Regions from separate parts of the Pan troglodytes genome. Here all the other regions are linked to region 1. A link is a contact called in public Hi-C data. All regions are on one chromosome and are shown on one strand. The core of a region is the stretch at or near the end of the contact, and the rest is flanking DNA. Distances in the headings are between cores, read along the strand shown.

The links. A called contact is a pair of places that touch in the nucleus more often than the background predicts.
Region 2: a Hi-C map of stem cell-derived neural progenitor cells shows a contact between it and region 1, with 7 times the contacts expected there. The contact joins two enhancer-like sites. A contact is called at or near these places in 4 of 7 Hi-C or Micro-C datasets (blood, induced pluripotent stem cells, a lymphoblastoid cell line and 1 more), 1 of 1 datasets of contacts at active chromatin or transcription factors (stem cell-derived excitatory neurons) and 1 of 1 other capture datasets (stem cell-derived neural stem cells).
Region 3: a contact with region 1 is called in a Hi-C map of stem cell-derived neural progenitor cells, with 5 times the contacts expected there. The contact joins the promoter of FOXN3 here to the enhancer-like site in region 1. A contact is called at or near these places in 1 of 7 Hi-C or Micro-C datasets (stem cell-derived neural progenitor cells) and 1 of 1 datasets of contacts at active chromatin or transcription factors (stem cell-derived excitatory neurons).

Annotation. Positions count from the first base shown.
Region 1 is chr15:87,047,156-87,050,099 of NHGRI_mPanTro3-v2.0_pri, forward strand. No RefSeq gene overlaps it. Among named protein-coding and RNA genes, the nearest start is that of TRNAA-AGC, 61 kb to the left of the region's middle. Within about 2 kb of position 1,501, at least 15 of the 24 cell types and tissues checked have an H3K27ac peak or open chromatin away from gene starts, as enhancers often do. A contact at or near this core is called in induced pluripotent stem cells, stem cell-derived neural progenitor cells and stem cell-derived neural stem cells, where this site is marked.
Region 2 is chr15:87,918,375-87,921,318 of NHGRI_mPanTro3-v2.0_pri, forward strand. The region is part of intron 5 of EFCAB11 (EF-hand calcium binding domain 11); the gene reads right to left. Among named protein-coding and RNA genes, the nearest start is that of EFCAB11, 40 kb to the right of the region's middle. Within about 2 kb of position 1,472, at least 13 of the 24 cell types and tissues checked have an H3K27ac peak or open chromatin away from gene starts, as enhancers often do. A contact at or near this core is called in induced pluripotent stem cells, stem cell-derived neural progenitor cells and stem cell-derived neural stem cells, where this site is marked.
Region 3 is chr15:87,623,655-87,626,598 of NHGRI_mPanTro3-v2.0_pri, forward strand. It overlaps FOXN3 (forkhead box N3), which reads right to left and starts at 1,552. Exons shown (of 8, transcript XM_016926572.4): 1 at 1,373-1,552.

The DNA.
Region 1 (2,944 bases), core at 251-2,750:
GGAACACTCTCAATACTATGCTTTGGGCTTTTCAGTTGACTAAGGTTGGTATGGAATGTGAAACTTATTTGCCATCCCTATTCTTGACAGTTTAATCAAGATAATCAACTTGGGAAGATTCCTTTTTTTTTTTTTTTTTTTTTTTTGAGACGGAGTCTCATGCTGTCACCCAATCTGGAGCACAGTGGCATGATCTCGGCTTACTGCAACCTCTGCCTCCTGGGTTGAAGCGATTCTCCCGCCTCAGCCTCCTGAGTAGCTGGGATTACAGGTGTGTGCCACCACACCCAGCTAATTTTTGTATTTTTAGTAGATATGGGGTTTCTCCACGTTGGTCAGGCTGGTCTTGAACTTCTGACCTCAGGTGATCTGCCCGCCTTGGCCTCCCAAAGTGCTAGGATTACAGGCATGAGCCACCGCACCCAGCCACTTGGGAAGATTCTTCAAGTGACCATTTGGTCAAGCGCCCAAGCTTTTATGTAGGCAAACCTCCTAGTTATCCTAGGCAGGTGGTGGCCAATTCTTTTAAAGATTTCCATGGCTCTCGATACCCCCATCATACTCCAGCACCCATCCTGCCCTGGCTTATCCTGACAAAAGATTTTTTTCCCCCACATTTACCTGAACTCTCTCTTCCTTGCTATTCAGAGAAAATGAAGAAGGAAAGAGAAAGAACTACAGAATTACCAGGATACAAGGAACTTGCTGTTAAGATCTTCTTAACCTTCCAGTTGCTTGGGAATCATTGCCGTAGGGTGTCTCTGTACTCAACAGAAGGGTGAAGACGTTTTAGCAACAGTAGCAAAGCAAATGATCTTGGACTTACAGTTTCTTGATTTCTGATGATTAAGCTTCTGCACATACCAACCCCAAGACAGGGTCATTCTATAACTTCTTAATAAGGTTAAGGTATTTCGACTACTTGGTCTTCAGTTTCCCTCAGTAACAGAGGCACCAAGATCCTATTGCTCTCCAGCAACCAGGCAGGAGAGATTTGAGTCAGAGGAAAGCACGAGAGAGAAGTTAAGAACAGCAATTTCTTGAGTCATAAACGGAGTCAGGACTGTAAGTGTGATTTTCTGTTACCTGCCCCAGACCTCATGGAATTAAACTTTCCTGCCCTGATTCCTTGGATTCGATTCTCCAACCCCACTCACCTAGCCCGGCCTCCCCGAAACACAAATTGGAATGGCGTTGGCTCCCGGGCACACTAGGGGGCGCCAGCGGGCTTGTTTTCCAGGATGGCCCTAAAATTCTCTCCAGCGAGGAGAGGACCATGACGGCCAGGCCACGCTTGCTCTGAAAAGCGCCGAGCGTGGAAGGGTGTCTTGGAATGGGGTCTAAAAGGGAGAACGACATCCTTATGACTTGCTTTAGGCTGCTTTCTGGTTGTATTTTCAGAGCTGGGGATGAGGAGAGGTTGCGTAAAGGTGCCGGCCTGCTGCTGGCCGGGGCTGGCAGCCTTTCAGCCGCCGCGGGTGAGTCAACACCTGGGAATTGCATCCAAGGGCGGCCCTTTCAAGCTGCCTGGAACTTTCTGCCATCACACTGAGGCCACTGTTTGACCCAGTCCCGGGCCAGGGAGGCAGGAGCCGATCACGTCCCAGGGCAGTGCTTCTCCCTGGCGCTGAGTTCGTGGAAAGAGGCTGGGAAGGTTCTTTCCACACTTGAGGGCTGGCGTTGGGAAAATAGGGTAGTGCTCTCCGCCCCAGTGAACAGCAAGAGCTCACTTCCCCCAGCAGACTTCTGCTCCACTGGCCTACTTTCAGCGTGGAGTGGAAGGAAGCCAGCTCCAGGAGGGCAGAGGCTTCCTCTCCACCCCTCTCTTCCACAACCTTCAACAGGCGCCTTGTTCTCCCCGGCCATGGAACTGCGGATGGTGACCATCGTTTCCCAGCCCAGCAAGGGGAAATGAGGGAAGGAAATAAACGCAAGGTTTTTATTGCCAAATATTTCTTTCCCTGGGAGGACAACGCATTCAAACCGCTGAGTGGAGATTGGAGTTAGTCCAGCCATAAACCATCTTAATGAACACTAATAGAGAACCGCAATTATTGTTGACTTCAAAATGCAAACAAGAACTTTAGACAGTGATCCCTATCAGCCGGTGAGGCCGGGCACAGATGCCGGGCGCTGTTTTTGCCGTTGCTTAGCAATGGAAAATGAACTGTTCCTGTCTGTTATCACTGGAGGTGGAGGTAGGACAATGAGCTTTATTGGACTGAATAGGTATGAAATTAGTTTATTCTTTTTCACTTGGAGAAGGCAATTGGCAGCCAAGAGAGTCACTCGGAAAAGGGGTATTTTAGAGGTTGAGGGTGACTTTCCTTCTCATTACTTCGGTAAATCCTAACCACCTTGTTTTCCTCTACAGATAAAGTTTGAACTTTTGCCGGGAGTGTCCCTCCAAAACTATCATCAATCAGACAGAATAGCTGCAAATACCAACTCACAGACCAGGTTGGGAATTAGGGTGAGGTGAATGAAATCTTGGGTGCAAAATTTAAGGGAATGCCAAAAAACTTAGTAGCCAGGATAAATAATAGTTTAATGCAATATTTTTTAAAAGTCAAAATAAATGTAAAATAACCATGGTAAAAAAAAAATCAGATTTTAAATAAAGAGAAGCTCAATATCACTGATTTTTATTTTTCCTTTGGCTTCAGGCTTTAATATGGCACAGTGCGTCAGTGCCACAGACTTTTTACTGCACCAAACACATTTGCAACACGGAAGGTTTTGGGAGCTGCTTTTTCCTCAACAGTGTTGATGCTATGGAGTACAGAGCCCTGCAGCTGGGCAGAAGGGAGGGTCTCTTTCTGCAGTTCTTTAGCAGGCTTCTTCCAGGATAGTAGAGAGGCAAATGGCCTTGGGGAGGAACCTACCTATGCTTCCAGGGTAGTGACACAGGAAGTACTAAGGTACAGGACGTACTAAAGTACAG
Region 2 (2,944 bases), core at 222-2,721, 870 kb after region 1:
TTCAGGATTAACCATCTTGGATTCTAACCACCTACATCCTCGACTAGACTCTAAGCTCCTAAAGGGCAGAGCAGTTTCTATCTTGTTCATTTTCATACAATCCCAGTATCTGCAATGCAGAAGATTCTAACAAATATGTGTTTCCAAAACAAAGAAAGATATAAGCCTGAGAATAAAAGAGCACAGGGAAAGATCTCTCTTACAGTGATTAGGGGACAAAGAGAAGGCAGGAGTGCATTTTGGCCACGTTAAGTGTGAGGTGAAGGCCACACATACAATCAGGGGTCTTGAGAGGATTTAAAATGTCTAGTGACCGGGTGCAGTGGCTCACGCCTGTAATCCCAGCACTTTGGGAGGCCGAGGCAGGCAGATCACTTAAGGCCAGGAGTTCGAGACCAGCCTGGCCAACATGGTGAAACCCTATCTCTACTAAAAATACAAAAATTTGCTGGGTGTGATGGCGGGCACCCGTAATCCTAGCTACTCGAGAGGTTGAGGCATGAGAATCACTCGAACCAGGAGGCGGAGACTGCAGTGAGCAGAGACTGTGTCACTGCACTCCAGCCTGGGCAACAGAGTGAGAATCTGTCTCAAATACATACATACATACATACATACATACATACATACATAAAAATGTCTAGAGAAGGTCTAAGTTTCGTCACTGAATGTTTACTTACCAAAAAATGGGTGTCTTAGGGTACTCATGTCACTTGGAGTGTTGCCAGCTTCACTCGGAAGACAGGAGAGTCGGACGGGTTTTTATATTGTGGGAAGAAGCAGGAAGAATGGCAGAGGAGGGAGAACAAAAAGATTCAGAAAAGTTAAGCTACTTCTATCTCTTTAGAATTAACATGAGCCTAATGATTGGAGGACAGGGTAAAAAAACAAAGAGCTAAATAAAGAGAACTAGAGACAATGTAGTATAATATTCGGATGTACAAAGTACAAACTATAAAGTCTATTTTGTTTTAATAATTAACAAAGGTGCACCTAGTACACACACTATGGATCAGGCTTGGGGAAAACAGACAAATGAATCCAAGACTACTCATTTTGTGAGAGCTTAAAGCAAACAACTTTTAGCAGTATTTTAAAGCAAGCTAGTAAAATAAATAGAAGTGAAGTCCAAGGGATTTAAACATGAAAATTTGGGGAAAAAAGAACTTCGCAAAGCAAAACAGACAAAATACAAGGCTAACCAAACAAAGGCTAAATCAAATAAATAGGCATTGCCGTGTGCCCTGGAGAACTGCCAAGGAGAGTGAATTTCAACAAAGAATGCTTCTGCCACCAGTTAGGAAAACTTCAATTCCAGAAAGGCTGAAGGAATGCTGCAGGCACTGCCGAGTGACAAGGGGGGTTTGGGGGTGGAGAGGCAGTAGGTCAGACGTTATTTCAGACTATGCAGACAAACACGAGAACCTTCCTCAAGACAAGTAAAGGCAGCCCACTCCCTCCCAACGTGCTCCGCACACAGCTCCTTGTAAGAAACAAATCCAGGTCAAAGATGAGAAATTTGCATCTTCAAGGACTGCCTGTAGCAGCCTTCTCTTCTCAATTTGCAGATAAAAAGACCCCTGTAAATACTTCTCAGCCACCATCCTAGTATCCACAGTCTTGAGATGAAACAAGTCCACGTAGCCCAAGCACAACAAAGCACCAGCAATCATTGTGTGAGCCTGGATGCTGGGAACAGAGTCCTGCGGCTTTGGGGCTAGAATTGCTGTAGATCAACCAAGTATTATTCTCTAGGTCAGAGCACAGTTCTCCATTCAGTTGTGGCCTGTAGTAGTCATGGCAATAGAAACCACCACTGCCACGGCAGCAGTCCCCACTGACAGAGCACGTGTCCTGTGCCAGGCACAGGGCTGAGCAATTTGCATGAATTATCCCTGTTAAGCCTCCTAACAACCTGTCATTATCTTAATTTTATAGCTGTTCCCTCTACAGATGGGGAAACTAAGGCAAGCTGAGATACTTTTCAAAGGTCTCACAGCTAATAAGCAATGCAGCAGGGATTTAGATCCAGAGAATTGTTCTAGAACACGCTTTCTTAGCCAACAGAATGGCCAGAAGTCCACAAAAGAAGGCAGTGGCTAATCAACAAGCATTTATTCATTGTTGGTATGCTATACACTATGAACTATGTGGGTTAAAACTGAGGTAAAATGGTTTCATTGAAAAAAGAAAAAACTAGAATTCCTTTTACTCCCACTTAAAAAAAAATATCCTGAACTTTATTGGCCTTTAAAGAGAAAAAGGATCTCTATTCTAACGTCTAGCATGTCTATCCAGCAAATATCTAGGTTGTTCAAACCGTTAAGGAGACTAACAAATCAAAACAGGAGTTGATGATACATAGCTCAGGGGCTTTTTTTTTCTTTTTTAGTTGGCATTACCCAGGCTGATTTAGATCTAAACACTGGGGGGCCCTCAGGATCTGAAGTTCCTTAAGGTTTCCTGGGCTTCCTGGGCTTAGTTAGCATTGTTTTTCCTTCAAATTTCTATACTGCTCTATTGAAATATCTGTACATTAATATATGCTTTTTTTACATGACCTATTTTTCCAGTGGGACTGAGGATGAAAATTACAAATGCATATTTAAAGCCATAGGAATATTTAAATTCTCCCTGTTTTTGTCATACGTTTTAGTACTTTCTATGCGCGACGAAAGATAAAAACTTGTGTGCATGATTAATTGTAATGATGAAAGAATGCTAGGCAGTTGCTTAAGAAACGGGAACAACAAAGGAATAAACTACTGCAGGCATCACCAGGACTGGAATGACACTGCTCTGTGTACTCGATTTCCATGGCAACTAGCAATGGGAAGATGAATGTTTCATAGTCACTCTGCTCTGCAGTACACGTCTATAAATCAAACTTGCATAAAGAGCACAAGATTTCTGCTGTGGGCTGTACTCAGAGCTGGTTTATTTT
Region 3 (2,944 bases), core at 302-2,801, 580 kb after region 1:
AAAGTGCTGTGTATACGTGTAAGCTAGTAGCTGACGTCTGCAAAGAAATTTGTCACCAAAATGGCCTACTTTATGTGGATAGAAACAACAACAAAAAATTAAACATAAAGGTATCTCGAGCAAACTGCACCCAAATGAAAAACCGACCCTGCAGAAATCTGTGCACAAGAGGGCTATCTGAAACTACAGCACGATTTTAAAAGAAGGTTTTGGGTGACTGTTTTCATAAGTCTCAATCTAACTGACCAATCAGTGTGAGAGTTAAAGTGGGCTCCAGTCATTCGTGCAGCCTTCAGAGCTCTGCACCCTCCGAGCTGCTCTCCTCTCCAAGGCAGAGTCGGCGATCAATGAAAAACAGGGAACAAAAGGAATATAACAGGATGTCTTCCTTAGCTAAGGAAAACGATTCCCTTTTTCCTCAATGAGCCAGTCGCACCCTGCCTACGACAGCTCCACACGGGAGCTTCCAGCAGACCAGTCCTTTCGGGTGAGGCACATTTTACATTTGCAATCATGTGTCCCAACTGCTAGCAAATGTGTCACCTTAAGCACAGCCTGTGACGGAGGGCTCCCCGAGCCCAACCAATTGAAACTAATAAATTAAATAAATTAATAATCCCACAATTAAAACCTCCCGAGAAAGATTGCATTTCCCTTCCCCAAATGTCATCCCGGGAGTATAAACAAAGCATGAAAAATAGTCTCTTCAGCCTTCCCAGCCGGCAATCATGGTTTTCCCCTCAAAACAATGTTTCCCCAAAAAGAGAAATCTTCTTATTACCCTCAGTGGAAACTCATCTGTAGATGTCCTATCAGGATAACCCGTTACAGTATTTGAAAAGAGGCTGAAACTGCCCATAGATTTGACACTGTTTATAATTGATAGCCAAACAGTTGCGACAGCAATGCTGTAAACTCTGCCCAGCCAAACAAACTCCACATTTAACACGTTCCTTCCTTGAAAATAAAAGTAACGCCCGGGGAGCCCACAGAAGTGTGCTTCCCTAAAAGTAATTAACAGAATTGCATCAATTATTTGATTATTTTTATAAATATCCATTTGTCTGCAAATTTTTTTTAAAAAATTTAAAAAGCGACTATCCACACATTCCTAAGAAACTTTTTTTTTTTTAATGAACTTACTTTTGAGACAAAACTAATGAAAATAAGCAACTTGCCATGGCTGGATCTTTCCCATTTGGGCTGCAAGCTATAAATCAATCTGAAACCAGGTGAAAATAGGGGGGCGGACACCTTTAAAAAAAAATCAAAGAGTGCCCCAAAATGCAGCAGCCTGAACACGGAGGGCTTCTCGTGACAATGCTAAACCCGAGCAGATTAGGAGGCAGGAAATGAGCCCCATTTTCGTTACCTTCGATCGCCTGCCCCCCCGCTGCTTCTCGCGGCCGCATTGGGGGGCTGCGGCGACGCTGGACTCGCGGGTGGCCCCGCCGCCGGGTCGCGCCGTCTCCCGGCCGAGCTGCAGCAGATCGCGGCCGGAACCCCGGCTCCTGCGCCCGGCGCCCGCCCGGGGTCGGCGGCGCGGCTCCCACCCGGGCCTGGAGCCCTGCTGGGTCCTAGTGCGCGCCGCGCGCCCGCCTCGCGGCCCGGTCTGCAGCCCGCACCGAGGGCAGGCAGCTCCCAGCGCCGCGAGTCTCCGGGCGAGGCCGCCACCCTCTCGGTCCCTTGCGAAAGCGGCCGCGGGGTGTGCGGATGAACTGGAGCTTAATGTCAAATCCTGGCACAAGATGTTCAAAAGAAAGACATTGGCTCCAACTGAACTCTTAGAAGGCAGATGCTAGGATCTGCAGCCCGAGGGTAAGCGTAGGGCAGTACCTGGCAGACAGAGGTTTGCCGGGTGCACTGGTGACACTGGCCGTTCACAGACGGTGAGACGCGGTACGGGATCGATAAAGATAGATTTCAAAAATATAACGCTAAAAAGAAAAAAGGTTGAAAATGTGTATGTTTAAAACAATGTTTTAAACTGTTTTTCCCAATATTTTCCCCCTGTTGACAACAGGCCCTTTTGCATTTCGCCTTCTTTTACTTTATAATATGCTCTTTTAAATAACAAAGCCCCATATGGCTAAACATGTAGTCATTTGATTTTCAAAAGACCTCAAAAATTGCATGAAAATATGCACTCATGTATCTCCTAAGAAATCAACGAGAAAGAATTAATGGTGGCATATGGCGTGCCTCATAGAGAGAACTTAATTACAAATTAAAACAAATGCGAAAATTCACAAATTCAGTAAACTGAAAGTAAATTATGATCCTAGATGTATACACAAATCAGCTCATGTACAATTAGGAAGACTGTAAATTCCAGGTTTCTCTTTCACAAAGGGAAAAGGGTGTTTGTTACATGAACTCATCAGATTCCCCTCGTTTGCCCCCAAAAGGGCTTTCAGCAACCTCTTGGCACATTCATTTACTGCAGCCCACCTGGAAAGCAACTTTTAATCTTGCAAGTGCTCATTTAAGAGGACAATTCTATTAGCCCTTAATTCAAAATAAAAGCGCTTTAGTTAGAAAAGCCTGTTTGAAAGGCTTCAAGACTGGGAGCTTTTTTTCAGTCTTTGATATCACCAAGTTTGAAGGTCGCAATTCTGTAAAACTGCTAATAACAATGGCACTGTGGTTTACACCATAAGGAAAATCAAATATGTGCTTTCTGATTTCTATTTTTGAAGCAGAAAAAAGTCCCTTTGAAAAGCACTCTTGCCCTCCCCCTTTCCAATTTTAGCTAAACAAGTGTAATGGAAGATTTTTAGTATTAATTAAACATCAAAGGCACCTTCTCTGATGCCTTATATCCACGCCAAGAACTAGTTGTCATATGTTACACTTGTCAATCTTAAATTACTTGCACATACATCTCATGCGACCTTTACCACACCTCTGTGAGAAAGCAGATACAATAATCTGCAATTTTCAG